Linked DNA regions of Sus scrofa: all the other regions are linked to region 3. The links are chromatin contacts, called in public Hi-C, HiChIP or PLAC-seq and promoter capture Hi-C maps. All regions are on one chromosome and are shown on one strand. The core of a region is the stretch at or near the end of the contact, and the rest is flanking DNA. Distances in the headings are between cores, read along the strand shown.

Region 1 (2,700 bases), core at 53-2,552, 860 kb before region 3:
CATCCAATCCAATTACCCAGCTATTTGAATCCCTAATCATCTCTGCCCATCCCTTCCTGGCATGACCCTGGAGCTCAGCTCTCCTCTACTGCTTTCACCAACTACTTCCCATCTTACTCCAGAGCAGATTAAATTGCTCCACTTCCCTCCCATTAATCTTTATTACTGCCAAGTAGAGAATTTACTAAACCCTTCTACAGTTATTTAAATGTCTGTTTTCCTCTCAGACTCTGATTCCTTAAGCCAGTGATCATGTCTAATTAATTTTCGAGTCCTCGGCAACCAGCACATAGCGAAGAGTCAATAAACGTTTGTTGAACTGAATTAGATTTGTCCTGTAGTCCAGGCTCTGTCATTGCCTAATTGAGTGGCTTGGGGCACTCCCTTAAGCCTCTGCTTAGCTGAGAAAAGGGATGGGGGTGTCCCTAGATGACATCGTCAAGTCCCATTTAATTCTAGGAAGTTTCCGATTTACGAACTTCATTTTCTAGGCGCTGTCCAACTAAGCACATAAGGGAAAACCGCAGCTTAGGTGCAACAGGCCTGGAAGGGATCCCTCGGGAGTGGGCGCTGCTTCTCTACCACCCAGTCCTCTGCTTTGTTGTGTCCTCCGCGGGGAAAGGAAGGATACTCCCCAAACCCCGCCTCTCCTCCTATGAGCATCACCATACGGATGGGAGGGGACTCGTGCCACCCAATCGCGGTCCCGCTAAACCGCGCCCCCACAGGACAGACTGCCAAGCCCCGCCAATCAAGAGAAGAGGGATCGTTCTCTACATCCAGTCGGAGAGCGGTAGAGCCGGGCCTAGACACCGCCCCCACACGCGGGGAGGTGACCGTTGGGCCCAAATGGGCGGTGTCGCCAGCCAATCAACATGCTTCTAGACGTTTCAGCGACCAATTGCCGAGAAGAACGCCTCCGAGCCAGGCAAGCAGAGGGCGGGAATAGGTGCAAGCATAGGCCGAGGCCACAGTCGGGCCCACATTTTTCTGTTGGGTATGGACAGAAGCGAGGGTTGCTGAGCTAGGTTCAGGGAAGCGGGAAGTTGGAACCCAACCACTGTGAGGCGTGGCCAACTGCGTCACTCTTCTCAATCGACTGCCCTTTAGAAACCCGCCATCCCTCCTGTCCCGTTCCTCTCACCTTCCTTCGCGGCATTGCCGGCGGCTGCGGCCCGACGGTTCCGATTCGGGCAGCGGCGGCAGCAGCAGTGGGAACGGTGGCTCCGGCGGGCTCCGTGGCGGCCTCTGTAGCAGTCCCAATCCTGCGGACGATCCCAAGTGCCTCCTGCTTCACAGCGTCTAGACCTTTCTGCGCAGGCGCCGCGGGCTGAGGCGCTTTTTCCTCCACTTCCGGCTGAGGCTTGCGTCACCTGACGTTAGGGCCAGAGAGGATTCTGGGAGGTTTCCCCCTCCGGTGAGGCTAGCGGGAGCCATTTTGGAATTGGGCAGAAAGTGGCAGCGACAGTGGAAACTGGGGCCCGCCATTTTTAGTTAGGGGAATGGCATCCTCTGTAGGCGTGGGTAGCCATTCCTGTTTGGGGCAGAAGCCTGACAGTTGAAGTTAACAGTTCTCATCTTTACAATGGGCAAAATTTCCCTTCCCTTTGGTTTTAATTTCTGAAGTCGAGGAAAGAAAGCCCCAGAATCCATCAGGTTGCTGAGGTTTAACCCCTTAGTCGCCGAATTGGCTAAAGGACGTTTCCCTTTATCACATAAACTCAAAATTGGGAAGGGCTATTTTGCACAAGAAACTATTTTAAGAGCCATTCGGTGTCTCACAGTGCTGGGAATGGGGGCTTGTGAAAGGACAGAAAGAAGGTAGCGTCCTTCATGAAGAAGTTTCTTGTCTGGTAGAGGAGACATTGTCCTTGCCTTTAGCGAACCGCAAGTATGTTGATCCGTTCACTCGCGAAAGGAGACACAACCATTCTCCAGAAACTGTTGCTCCAAAGAATTACCAGTTTAGCTCTGTGGTGAGCACACCCACTTCGTCCCCTCATCCTGTATGGGTTTGAGAGCCTTGGGTGGCCCTCGGGATGAGTGTGTGTGTGTGTGTGTGCGCGCGTGCGCGGTACCAGAGTTGGAAAAGCATTGAACCCCATTAGCCCAAGTGACCTCTCGAAATCCAGACGCTTGAGTCAGGAGTTGGAGGAAGAGGAAGGAATATTTTTAGTAAAGCTGGAGCTCAGAAAGGCATTGATGTTAGCTGCCTAGAAAGGAGAAGTTGGTGGAAGATGTAAGGTTGGCAGAAGAGCGGTAAGAAAAGGCTGAGAAGTGAACAGCAAGCGTTGAGGATTTAACCTCGCTGGGAGAAAAGCCTTGTGTGGAGTAAAGCTTTGCCCAGAGACTGGGAGGAAAAAAAAAAAAAAAAAATCCAAGAGTCATTAAGTTAGGATCCTGGAGCCCGTTTCACCTGAGGCTAGCTAAGATGGAGATTTCCCCCTGGAGCTGAACTAAAGAACAAAGCAGCAGAAGGTAAACATCTGATTGTTGTGCTAAGCAGAGGACTCAGAAGGATTAGAGTTCCAGACCCTTATTTAGCACTCTCCTTGGGTGTATCCTGGGCTGGTAATAACACAGGCAGCTGTTAGTATTTAGGTTTTAATGTTTACCATAAACACCTTTAAATGGCCTACTTAGGTTGAACTGCACAAAAGAACTTATTTAATTTCACACTATTACTGTTATTTTGCACCT
Region 2 (2,773 bases), core at 250-2,749, 810 kb after region 3:
AACTCAGTTATACGCTCGTAAAAACAAAAAAACCCAAAAATTTGTTATAGACAAGAATAACTACGAAAGGAAGATTCTGCTCACCAGGGATCTCAGTATCTGGCTATTAACTGTGCAGGACTCTAAAGTTCATTTCAGATAAGCAGATAATGCCCAGGGCATCCTAACTATTTTACATGTTGTCCAATTTATCAACCCTCCCCCACCCCAAGTATACACTACCCAGATTCTATTTTTAGGTTGAGAAGTCCATTTCCTATCTTAAAAGAAAGTTTGCTTGCCATCTCTCAGGAGAGAGCCTCCTACAAGTCCTCTCCCTTCAAGTTCTAAAGGGGAGGGAGAGATTATTATTACTGGCTGAGAGTGTACAAGGATGAGAGGACAACACATTACAGAAAAAATGCTTTTTCTGTTTTCCCGATTTTGAAACCTGACTTCCCTTTCCTATCATTCTTACATTAAAGGAAAAAAAAAAAGGTGGGGGGTACTGAAGGGAGGGGGGTGGGGGCTGAGGCAGGATTATTTGGCCCAGAATTTGAATAGGCAGGTTTTATTTTCATTCATGTGACCTTCTGAGCCAAAGCAGAAGGATATGGCCAAGTCCTCAACCCAGATAGCCAAGTGGAGAGAGAGCAAAGCTGCCTTTCAGTTTCTAGTCTCTACTTCGGAGCTTCCATTAACCTCACAAACCAACACATAACTCTCTCTTCTTCACTGTTGTGACCCAATCCTAAAGAGAAAAAGGGATCTATACATACACACAGACACACACACACACACCCTTATCTGGTTAGAGTAAACATAATTACGATCTAGAATTCCTGCTTACACTACCCTCCAGTTCTCACGCGATTTATTACTAAAACCTCCCAAGAGCCAATTAAGTTCGGGCAAATGGACGAGGTCCCTTAAAGATCGAGGAAGGCCAGGTCTGAGCCCGGTCCCACCCTGCCCCGGATACCCGAGTCCGGCTGGGACCAAGTCGCCATGCCGCTCCTGGCGCCTCGGCTTCTAGCCTTCTGGGGCAGCAGCGAACAAGTGCTACTTTCCTGGCCTTGACCCACCCGGATGGCCAAACCCCACCCCGCCCTCCGCCCCTATGGCCCCACCCCGCTCCCAAGCCCGGGCCTAATACCACGCCTTCTCAGGCCCTCAGCCCTCCCCAGTCCAACCCACCCCGAAGCCGGCTTTCTCCACAGCCTCTGGGCCCCTCCCTGCCAGGTCCAAGGCCCAGCCCCGAGCGAACCCCGCTCGCGGCCGCCCGCTCCCGCCTCCTGCCCCTCAGCTCCACCCCGCCGCCCTTCACCCCATAAGCCTTGGCCCCGCGGCACTGCGCCCCTCCCGTGAGGGAAAAAAATGTGCTTGATACCGCTGCTGAGCTCGGCGTCCGCCGCTGCTGTCCCAGCAGGCCCTCAGCCCGAGTCCAGGCCTTGCCGCCGCCACCGCCGGCCGGCCTAGAGCTCGCCAGCCTCCGTTTCCCTCCCCGCCCCCTCCTCCCACCTCACTCGGAAGCCCGCCCCCCGCGCCCTCCCCAGGAACACGTTTCTTCCAATCAACGAGCCGAGATAGTGGCCGTCGCCGGATGTCGCTTTGATTGACAGCAGGGAAAGCCCAATGGCTAAGTGTACCTCCTCCTCCCTTTACCGATTTCCCAAGACTGACAAGCTCCGCAGTCCAATGGGCATGTAGGCCCGCCCCGCGGCGCAGGCCCACCAATAAGTGGGGCTAAGGTCCTATCGCTCGGCGTTCTAGACTCCCTCCGCCGTGCGCCAGCCGCGGGAATTACAGGCTGGGCTCGGAGCAAAGCGAGGAGGCCGACCTCTTCTAGTGCGTTCTTTGAGCTGGAGGATAAAGGCTTCTGGCCGGGTGTGGGAGGTGGTATCGCCGTCGGAGCGCGGAATCCCCCCCATGAGGGTTCCCACGATGACTTGCAAAAGTCCAGTGAGACCTGAGAGGCCGAGGTGGGGGCACAGCGTGTGTATTTGGCGGGTTTGACGACGCTCGTGCCACCATCTTAGCTGCTGGCAGCGGAAACCACTCTCTCAGCTTCCGCTCCGTGGAAGCTTGGCACGGGGTTCCTTGCCAGTCCGGGATCTTTGCACCACATGTCAGACAAGGGTCAAACTGTGGCGGCAGCTCGGCGATGTTGCCACGATGGTGTGTGGCATAATTAGTGATTTTTTTGTCATGATTACAACACCCCAAAGAGCTCCGCCCCTGTATGGTCTCTGCTCAACCTCCCACTTACGTTACTCCTGCTTTTCCATAACTTTCCTCAGTTTCTAGTGTTTTCTAATCTCGCCTAGCCCACGTATTCGTGATTTTCAAATATTAGTTTACCCCCAGCAACACTTGCGGAAGTTGTTAAACTTGCACATTTGGAGGCACCATGCCCGAGGTTCTGATTCACTTACGACCCAATAACCTCGGATGGGTGCGGAGACCACTTTTAACCAGTGGCCGAGTTGGAGTATGTAGTGAGTTGTTCCTAGCTGTGGGACAAAGAGGCATTGACTCAAATTCTTGACTCCTTGGAAGATCCCACTAATCTAGTGGGCGAGTCACTGGTCCTTGTACAATCAAGGACAAGGCTAACTGGTAAGTCATTCGGTGAGAACATTGAGTCCATCACGTGTTTGGAGAGTTAGGCGGCTTAATTCGAGGTGGTTCCCAGATTATAAAGCACTTTCGCCATATGGAAGTACACAGTAGCATCCATTCATTGAATCTTTAAAAAACGTAAACGCTGGCTACCTGTTTCAAAGTCAGATTC
Region 3 (2,760 bases), core at 66-2,565:
ACAGCACTTAATCAGTATCTCAGAAGGGACCAAAAAAACCCAAAAACAAACACACGCAAAACACCGCACACTAGTATCAAACCAAGTACAGGAAGGGTTTGTACCCAGATCACCAAATGAATCAAAAGAGGAAAATCTTACTTTGCTAAAAATGCAATCACGGTTACACACCCTGAATGGAGTGGGCCAGTGAGCCTGGTAAGGCTCCTGAAACAGTCACCTAAGCAAAGACTCCTGCAACAGTTTTCTTAAAAATTTCAACAAATACAACGTAGCCGTTCTCAAACATGGCTTAACATTCACATCATCTCGGGAGTTCCAAAAAACAGAACAAAACAAATGTATAGATTCCACCCCACGGGGGGTAGTCTGGGCGTTAGACTATTTAAAAGCTACCCCATTCCAATGTACAGCCAAAGCTGAGAATCACTGCTTCAGTGGGCTGTCTAGCTATAAGTCAGACAAGGAGTAAAAAGGTCAGATCCAGATTCTGACCACATTCCAAAGCCAAGACAATTTGGTTTACAGGCCCAAATAATCAAAGGTTAACTGCATCACATCCTACAGCTTCCCTAAAGGGGCAACAACAGCAGGATGCCAAGCTCCTCTCAGTTCATTCATTAAACGCTGATGGCTCTACCTGGCGTTACAGGGCACCCCGGAGCCACAAGCTTACCAGAGCAGGAGAAATGAGTAGCGCCCCGGTGGTTTGCATTTTTTCTGTCTGCAGAGAAAAAAGAAAAAATCCACTGGCACCCTGGTGGTTTGCTTATAGTGGCGACCTTCGGTCGTCCCCTTCACCCCGCCCGTCCTCCCTGGACCACGCTCTTCCTCGAATGGTGCACCAGCTGAGGAGAACATTAGAGGTCAGAAGGACTGGGCGAATTCCCGGTCCACCACTTTCAGCGCGACAGGTCTGCAAAGGAAGGTCATGGAAATCGGAAGTACAGGAAGGAGGCCCGGCCCAGGAGGGAAATGCTATCCCAAGAGGATGGTCTCCGGGGAAGACTGGACGTTAAAGCTGGGCAGATGCCGTTCAGAGTCTGCCTAATTTTACACAGCTGTCCACAGTCCGCTTAAACCAGGGCAGTTACCCATTACGGTTGGTAATTAACATTAATTGTTAAGGCTATAGAGGCTCGTCGCCTTTCCCGGCCCTAGGGGCAAATGCCCCTCCACACAACCCGGCCACAGCCCTGCCAAGTACTGGCTTTCGGCCCCAAGTCACCTGCACTCTCACTGCCCCGCTGCCCCGGCTTGGAACACAGCGCTCGCCCGGCTCAAGGTGACTGACTCACCTCCCGGCTTTAGCTGTAGGACTCAGCACTCAGCGCCCCCACCCACGTGTCCGGGGGTCCCCCTACTCTCATTGGCCGCAATCCTCTCGCACCCTCATTGGCTAACATCTTAGATTCCTCCCTTCTCATTGGTTTCCTGTAGCGCCTTCCTCTCTCTCCACAGGAGCTTCGTGGCAGTTCCCGCCTCCCTGCGGGTAGAGGCGGGGTTTTCCTTCAAGGTCTGGCTTCCGATTGGACGATCTCTGAATTGCGGACCATAGAGTCGAGGGACTCAGGTTCCATTGCCTCCCGCACAAAATGGCGGCCAAGGTGGAAAGCTGCAGAAAAAGGCGTGGGAGAGATGACCGGACGCCTTACGCAGATAGACACATGACCTTGGACCTTAGCCTTCATTCGAGAACGAGGGCCTGGAGGCGCGTTGCATGTTGGGTCTTGTAGTCGCGTCAGAGGTTCCAAGGGCGATTGAGATCCCGCGAGACGTTCCTCCCCAGACTGGGAGAGCCAACGCCTTTGCAGTAATTTTCGCCTAGTGATTTGTGGAAGGCATGTTTCCGCCATGAAACATAAGGGCCAGCTGTCGCCTAGGTTCTTTGCTAACGTTCGAGCTCGCCTTTGTGGGTTTTTGCCAGTGTTGAGCAGTCATGCAGTAGCAACCACTGGGTTGTTGTTCTTAAGTATATTTGTATTGCAAAAGCAATCTGATAGAGATAGGAGGAAAGAGTTGGAACTAAAAAAATGTAAATTGAGGGAAAGAATGTGCAACTAAGCTAGTCAAAGAAACATAACTTTAAATGCAGCATTTCTTACCAAAAGAGTAGAGTTTTTTAAAATTAATGTGAGCCAGGCACTTTTTTGGGGGGAGGCAGGCAGGGGGCTGCAGGCATGCAGAAATTACCAGGCCAGGAATTCAGCCTGAGCCTCAACAGTGACATTGCCACCGCCTAGAACCTTTCTTTTCTTTTCTTTTCCTTTTTTTTTTTTTTTTGGCCACACCTGTTGCATATGGAAGATCTTGGGCAAAGGGTTGAATTGGAACTGCAGCTACAGGCCCACAGCACCCACAAGCAACCCCAGATCTGGGCTGCATCTGCGACCTAGGGTGCAGTTTGTGGCAACCCTGGACCCTCACCAACACTGTGTTGGGGTCTTAATCTGCAGTGCCACAACAGGAACCACCCTAGAACCTTTCTTGAAAGCAATTTGGCAATGTTTGTTGAAAGGCTTTGTTTTTTGTGGTTTTTTTAAAAAAATTAAATTGTATTGAAGTATAGTTGATCTATGATGTTGTATTGATTGTTAAAAGACATCCTCTTTGAGTTCCCGTCGTGGCTCAGCAGTTAACAAACCTGACTAGCATCCATGAGGACATGAGTTCGATCCCTAGCCTCACTTAGCGGGATAAGGATCAGCATTGCCGTGAGCTGTGGTGTAGATTGGCAGATGAGGCTCGGATCCTGAGTTG
Region 4 (2,700 bases), core at 139-2,638, 960 kb after region 3:
CATACAAGTTTTAGACAGTGCATGCCAATGTACCTTCTATTTCCAAGGAAACCCATGTAATGGGGGCCCGCATGGGCCAATTCATTGCTTAAAGCAGATCTCCTGGCTCCTCCCTCCCTTTCTCTAAGAAAACGATTAAGTGACCAAGAAGTAGCCTCAGAAGAAGAAACAAACTTAGGAGAATGTGCACTGAGAAAAGCCAGACTGAGTCCCTTCGGATCAGGTTAATTAAGAAACAAACACAACAGTATATTGGAATCAAAACCAAAGAATGCACTGAGGACAGGTTTCTCAACTGCCCAGAGGAGAAGACACAGTTCCTTTTCATCTAAAATTAGAAAGCCACCGGGAACATAAGCCAAGAAAGCATGGGTAGGAGGCTGAGAACCATAAGTCAGCAACGGGGATGGAGAGGGGGTGGAGGAAGAAAGTTAAGCATCCATTTTATTGCTTCTGTCATTCCTTCGGTTTGTTCCTGGCCTTTGGGATTCAGCAGTGCTCCCTCCCCCCGCCCCCCCAACGGGATGCCTGGTACAGGCTGGAAGTTCTGTTAACAAGTTCTTAAACGTCCCACAATTTTGCTAAGAGCTGGCAGATATCTAGCTGGAGGCTCAAGGATGCAAGTGAAATATTAAAAGGTTTCTGCCCACCCCGCAGTCTAAGCAGAGAGGTCATCTACCTAGGGAGTGCCCTCATGTCCTGACACCATCTCTCGACTGGGATACATCAGTAACTCGGTTGGCTTCCAAGCCCAGCAGTGCCCATGTGGTTGGCGCCCTCGGAATTTCAAGCATTCCCCCGCCCCTCTCTGCTCTCGGGAGAATCCTGAATCACTGGTGGGCAAATAGAGTGAGAATGCAAAAGGGTCCCCGAACACAGGGCAAGCGCACAGGGCGTCGACCGCCTCCTCGAAGCCGACCCAGGCAACGTCTCCGGGCCTGGCAGCGCTCAAGCGGGTCGGCCAGGCCGAGGGGGGTGCCAGGCCGGCCCCGGGTGCCCGCTCCTCTCGCCAGCCCCCGGAAGCGCCGCCCTCCCGCCCAGCGGGCTCCGAGGGGGCGGGGAGTCGAACACCCCCTTCCGGGTGCCTCCGCCCGGCTGGCCAGCCCCGCTCCTCCTCCGGGCGGGAATCCTCCCTCCCCGCCCCTCCCGGAGCCGGGCCCCGGCGCCAGGCCCGGCCCCAGGGGGGAACCCTCAGCCCCGGCTCCCCCTCCCTGCGGCCTCTGCCCGTCTTCCCGACCCTTGAGAGCCGGAAAGACCCCGCCGGCAGCGGCCAGGACCCACCGCTCATTACGACATCTTCCTCCCTGGCCTCCGCCGCCTCCGCCGCCACCGAGAGCCTGACACCGCCCGCCTAGCACCCACCAATCCCGGAGCCCGCCACCGCCCGAGCGACGGCAGCGTTCACCAATTAGAGTTCGGTACATTGGGGACCGACAGCAGTACTAACCAATCAAAGAGATGTATCTAGAGCGACGTTGGTTTGGCCAATAAACCTGTGAAATGTCACTGATGGACCGTAGAGGGCACCAACCGGAAGCCTACTGTAGAATGAACGACATGTCCGCCAGCCAACTGGCGGGAGGCAAAGTCCCGCCCACGAGGTGGTTGATGGACAGCAACAGGAAGCTGGATAAGGCGGGGCTTAGCTGAGGAGTGGTTTTGTATTGGTAGTGGTTGACCTTCCACCCACCTCTAACCCAGAAGATGACTGACAGATCTGCCCTAAAGCCAATCAGAAGTCCTCAGGGTGAGGCCGAAAAATGCCCTATAAATAGCATCTACTTTGCACCTTAATCGAGTGTTGCCCTGGCCTGGCGAGGGTTCCTGCGCTTCGGCCACTCAACTACTGCCTGGTGAGTGGAAAACCACCAGTCTCATTTAGTCCCTCACCCTTCATCGCTTCTGGAGAGGGGAATGAGCCCCGAGGTGACTTTGTACAGCGAGGCGTTGGAGTCGGACACAATAGCGAGAGTTGGGGCTGTGTGACTCTTCTGAAGTGAGGGGATTATTTTCATCGTCTCAGTTGAAATCCCTCTTAATCCTCACATGGTTATTTATTGCATCGACTCCTTGATTTGGGCACAGAATCACCCGAAGCTCTCCAAAAAGTAGATTCCCGGGGCCGCCTCATGTGTCCGGGGCAAACCTGGAATATGCATTCTAACCAGCGCCTCCGGTGGACAGAATTGGTCCGTGCCCGACTCACCTCCTTAAATGAGGTGCTGTGAGTACAGCACTTGGCAGGAGCTACGTGGGTAGGTTTCTCTTTCCTATGGATGCGAACTTGGGAAGGCATTCATTAGTAAGAAGAAATCCATTCTGGTTTCAGACCAGCCTGTATTTGAAGTTTTACACAGTCCACTTGCAGAGAGGCAGGGTACCGAAACTCCCTGCACCTTATGGAAAAAAGAGGCTAATTGCAACCACACCTTAGAGCAATGGCTTTTTTTCTTTACTTTTCTTCTCGTTTTTTAAAATCATAGCCCCACAGTGAGAAATACATTTGCATTATGACCTATTACACTTATAACTCCTGTGAGAGTATGATAAAAGTTTTCAGACACAATACTTACCCTTTCTACTTGTGATGCACTGATGTTTTCTAGCCTGTCCTCTTATTTTTTTTGTTTGTTTGTTTTTTGTTTTTTAGGGCCACACCTGTGGTATATGGACATTCCATGGCTAGGGGTCAAATTGGAG
Region 5 (2,725 bases), core at 219-2,718, 890 kb after region 3:
GTAACTGACCTCCTAGATTCTGGGCCCAGATTCGTGTTTTTAGTAGCGGGTATAGGTGGATGACAGCCAAGCACATTTCTTCAGTAGGCAGGAGCTAAGAGCTAGACTCTGGGGTCAGATGGACTTGGCTGCTATTTAGCAACTTTCTTGGGCAAAGTCCCTCAATCGCTCTGTGCCTCAGTTTCCCTACATGTAAAATGAAGATGCTAGAGACACTGAGTACAAAGGGGAATGAAGGTAAAACACCTAGCACATGGCAAGGGCTCAATGAATGGTGGTGATCTTCATGTTCATAACATCAAGCACACAAAACAGCACCTGGTAGAGCGCAAACCCTCGATACACAGTTGTTGTCTCATCAGTCCCTTTCACAAACAATAACAAGCACATACATCAAGAGCATACATGTGCCGGAGTTTCCGTTGTGGCGCAGCCAAAACAAATCCGACTAGGAACCATGAGGTTGTGGGTTCGATCCCTGACCTCACTCAGTGAGTTAAGGATCCGGTGTTGGCATGAGCTGTGGTGTAGGCTGCAGACGTGGCTCGGATCTGGCGTTGCTGTGGCTGTGGTGTAGGCTGGCAGCTGTAGCTCGGATTGGACCCCTAGCCTGGGAACCTCCACATGCCATTCAAACGGCCCTCAAAAAAAAAAAAAAAAAAAAAAAGGAAAATAGTAAAAATAAAAAAGGAGAGAAAGCTTTTTTTTCTGGCATAATACAAAAAGCATAGATGCTGGTGCCTGACAGACTTAGGTTCTAATTTCAGATCTGACATCTCAGTAGGTGACCATCTTCAAGGTAAGCCCTTCGCCTCTCTGCGCCTGAATGATCTGATTGGCAACACATGTTACAAACGTTAAGGTAGAAGACGCAGATTGAGTACAGACTTTATGAACGGTTCCTTCCTGCTCCTCTTAGCGAGGCAGGTCTGGGCACAGACGCGGGCACAGAGCAGGGCGAGCGGTCAGCGTCTGAACAGGGACCTTGGGATGTCTGGGCTCCAGCTGTTGGTGATGGGGCAAAGGGCCAGGCCTCCCCCTGACAGCCGGTTGAGCGGGGTGACCCCTCCTACCGAGCAGCTTGCTGGTCTGGATGTCGATGGGCACGTGCTGATGGTCCTAGCGGGAAAGATCGCGGGGGAACCGGGCGTGAGCGCTGGAAGGGAACCTGCCGCTTGCTCCATTTCGCCCGCGCAACCGCCACCCTGCGGAGCCACCACGCAGGAGTCGGGGAGGGCTGAGCCCATGAGAGAGCCGGGGAAGCAGATCAGGGAAGGATGGGCTGAACTGAGTCCAGGGGTCCCAAACCAGCCCCCCATTTTTCCAACTCCTGTCTTCAAACCTGCATCTTTCCTCCACTTCCGCTTCCGGCCAGCGACCGGGGCCCGCCCCGCCTACCACCAATCCAGATCTAGCGTGGCCGAGCTTCAGTTTAGGCACAGACAGGGCTGCTCCGGCCACGTCACCGCCTTCCTCTGAGCCAATCGGGGCGCGCACACCACCGGCCTCAAGCCCCACCCACCCCGGGGCTCCGAGTGGCTGAGCCCGGGAGGGGCGGGAGAAGAGGAGACGGCCAATAGGAGACGCGAGGCGGGCTCACGGCCAGGGAAGGGTGGGGGAGTCAGGAAAGGGCTGCAGCGGCGTCGCGATCCCAGTAGGCGGCGCTCTAGAGCGGCTCCAGGCGCTTCCGGCCAACAAGACAAGGAAGCCTCCCGGCAAGGAAGCCTCCCCGCAACATTAACGCGTCTGCGGGCAGGGTCCTAGCGCCGCCCAGGGTGACCCGGAGGCTGTTGCAAATCCCTTGCCGTCTTGCCTTGCTTTACTGTCCATCGATGGTTTGTAGGTCTCTTGTGCCACGTGTCGCACATTGCTTTCTCCTTCAGTTCATCAAATAGACAACTGTTGGGCAGCTGCTGCTTGTGTGGTTAGGGCTGATAACGGGAGGGAGGGAGGAAGTTCAAGGGAGGCTTGTTATCCCAAAGATAACACCTAAATTGAGTGTTAAAAGAAGAGCTGCAGAAAGGGTGATGTGGGAGGGGTGTTCTGGGTGGAGGAGACTATGCAGGCCACAAACCATAAGAGGGGTGCAGGGGACAACAAACAGGCAAGACGGGCAAAATGATTGTCAGCGACCAGAGCAAAATGAAAATGCAGAGCCCCTTGTTTAAAAATATAGACAATTTTCCAGCGTTGTTGTGAGCTGTGGTGTAGGTCGCAGACGTGGACTCAGATCTGGCGTTGCTGTGGCTCTGGCGCAGGCCAGCAGCAACAGCTCCGATTCGACCCCTAGCCTGGGAACCTCCATATACCGCTGGAGCGGCCCCAGAAAAGGCAAAAAGCCAAAAAAAAAAAAAAGAAAAGAAAAGAAAAAGAAAGATATATATATATATAGACAATTTCAAGAGGGCACAGCTTAGGTCTCACACTCGGGAAGGCAGCCCCCCAGGCAGCCCATCCCCTGTGCAGTGAAATGTTTGAGGCATGGGGTGGCTGGAGAAAAAAGCCTGTGAGGGGCATATCAAAAGATCTCAGGAAGCAACTTGTACTTCCCCCCTGCAGAAAGAGAAGAACCACTGGAGGGTTTTAAGGGTTTGAGGCTTGAGGCAGGGAGGAACGTATACAGGTTGGCTGCACAGAAGATGGATTTGTGGGAGATAAGACTGGGAAACTGTCAGGAGGTTATTAGACAGGAGTTCAGGGTTCACCTGGGACAGAGGCACTAGGA

What was found. Promoter capture Hi-C pulls out the DNA fragments that hold promoters and counts their contacts. Hi-C and Micro-C count contacts between places; a contact is called where the count stands out from the background. HiChIP or PLAC-seq counts read pairs in DNA pulled down with a chosen protein or histone mark.
Region 1: a Hi-C map of liver shows a contact between it and region 3, with 6 times the contacts expected there. The contact joins the promoter of KAT7 here to the promoter of ATP5G1 in region 3. A contact is called at or near these places in 1 of 5 promoter capture datasets (liver) and 1 of 47 Hi-C or Micro-C datasets (liver).
Region 2: an H3K27ac HiChIP or PLAC-seq map of alveolar macrophages shows a contact between it and region 3. The contact joins the promoter of NFE2L1 here to the promoter of ATP5G1 in region 3. A contact is called at or near these places in 1 of 5 promoter capture datasets (liver) and 1 of 2 datasets of contacts at active chromatin or transcription factors (alveolar macrophages).
Region 4: a contact with region 3 is called in an H3K27ac HiChIP or PLAC-seq map of alveolar macrophages. The contact joins the promoter of SP2 here to the promoter of ATP5G1 in region 3. A contact is called at or near these places in 2 of 2 datasets of contacts at active chromatin or transcription factors (alveolar macrophages and skeletal muscle).
Region 5: a promoter capture Hi-C map of liver shows a contact between it and region 3, with 4 times the contacts expected there. The contact joins the promoter of CDK5RAP3 here to the promoter of ATP5G1 in region 3. A contact is called at or near these places in 1 of 5 promoter capture datasets (liver) and 1 of 2 datasets of contacts at active chromatin or transcription factors (alveolar macrophages).

Annotation. Positions count from the first base shown.
Region 1 is chr12:25,969,578-25,972,277 of Sscrofa11.1, reverse strand. KAT7 (lysine acetyltransferase 7) reads right to left here and starts at 1,302. Exons shown (of 15, transcript NM_001195359.1): 1 at 1,145-1,302. The coding sequence starts at 1,159.
Region 2 is chr12:24,302,107-24,304,879 of Sscrofa11.1, reverse strand. NFE2L1 (nuclear factor erythroid 2-related factor 1) reads right to left here and starts at 1,499. Exons shown (of 6, transcript XM_021067094.1): 1 at 1,370-1,499.
Region 3 is chr12:25,109,372-25,112,131 of Sscrofa11.1, reverse strand. It overlaps ATP5G1 (ATP synthase, H+ transporting, mitochondrial Fo complex subunit C1 (subunit 9)), which reads right to left and starts at 1,315. Exons shown (of 5, transcript NM_001025218.2): 1 at 1,229-1,315; 2 at 677-724. The coding sequence starts at 715.
Region 4 is chr12:24,152,775-24,155,474 of Sscrofa11.1, reverse strand. SP2 (transcription factor Sp2) reads right to left here and starts at 1,388. Exons shown (of 9, transcript XM_021067084.1): 1 at 1,282-1,388.
Region 5 is chr12:24,223,005-24,225,729 of Sscrofa11.1, reverse strand. It overlaps CDK5RAP3 (CDK5 regulatory subunit-associated protein 3), which reads right to left and starts at 1,468. Exons shown (of 14, transcript XM_021067091.1): 1 at 1,343-1,468; 2 at 1,074-1,119. The coding sequence starts at 1,348.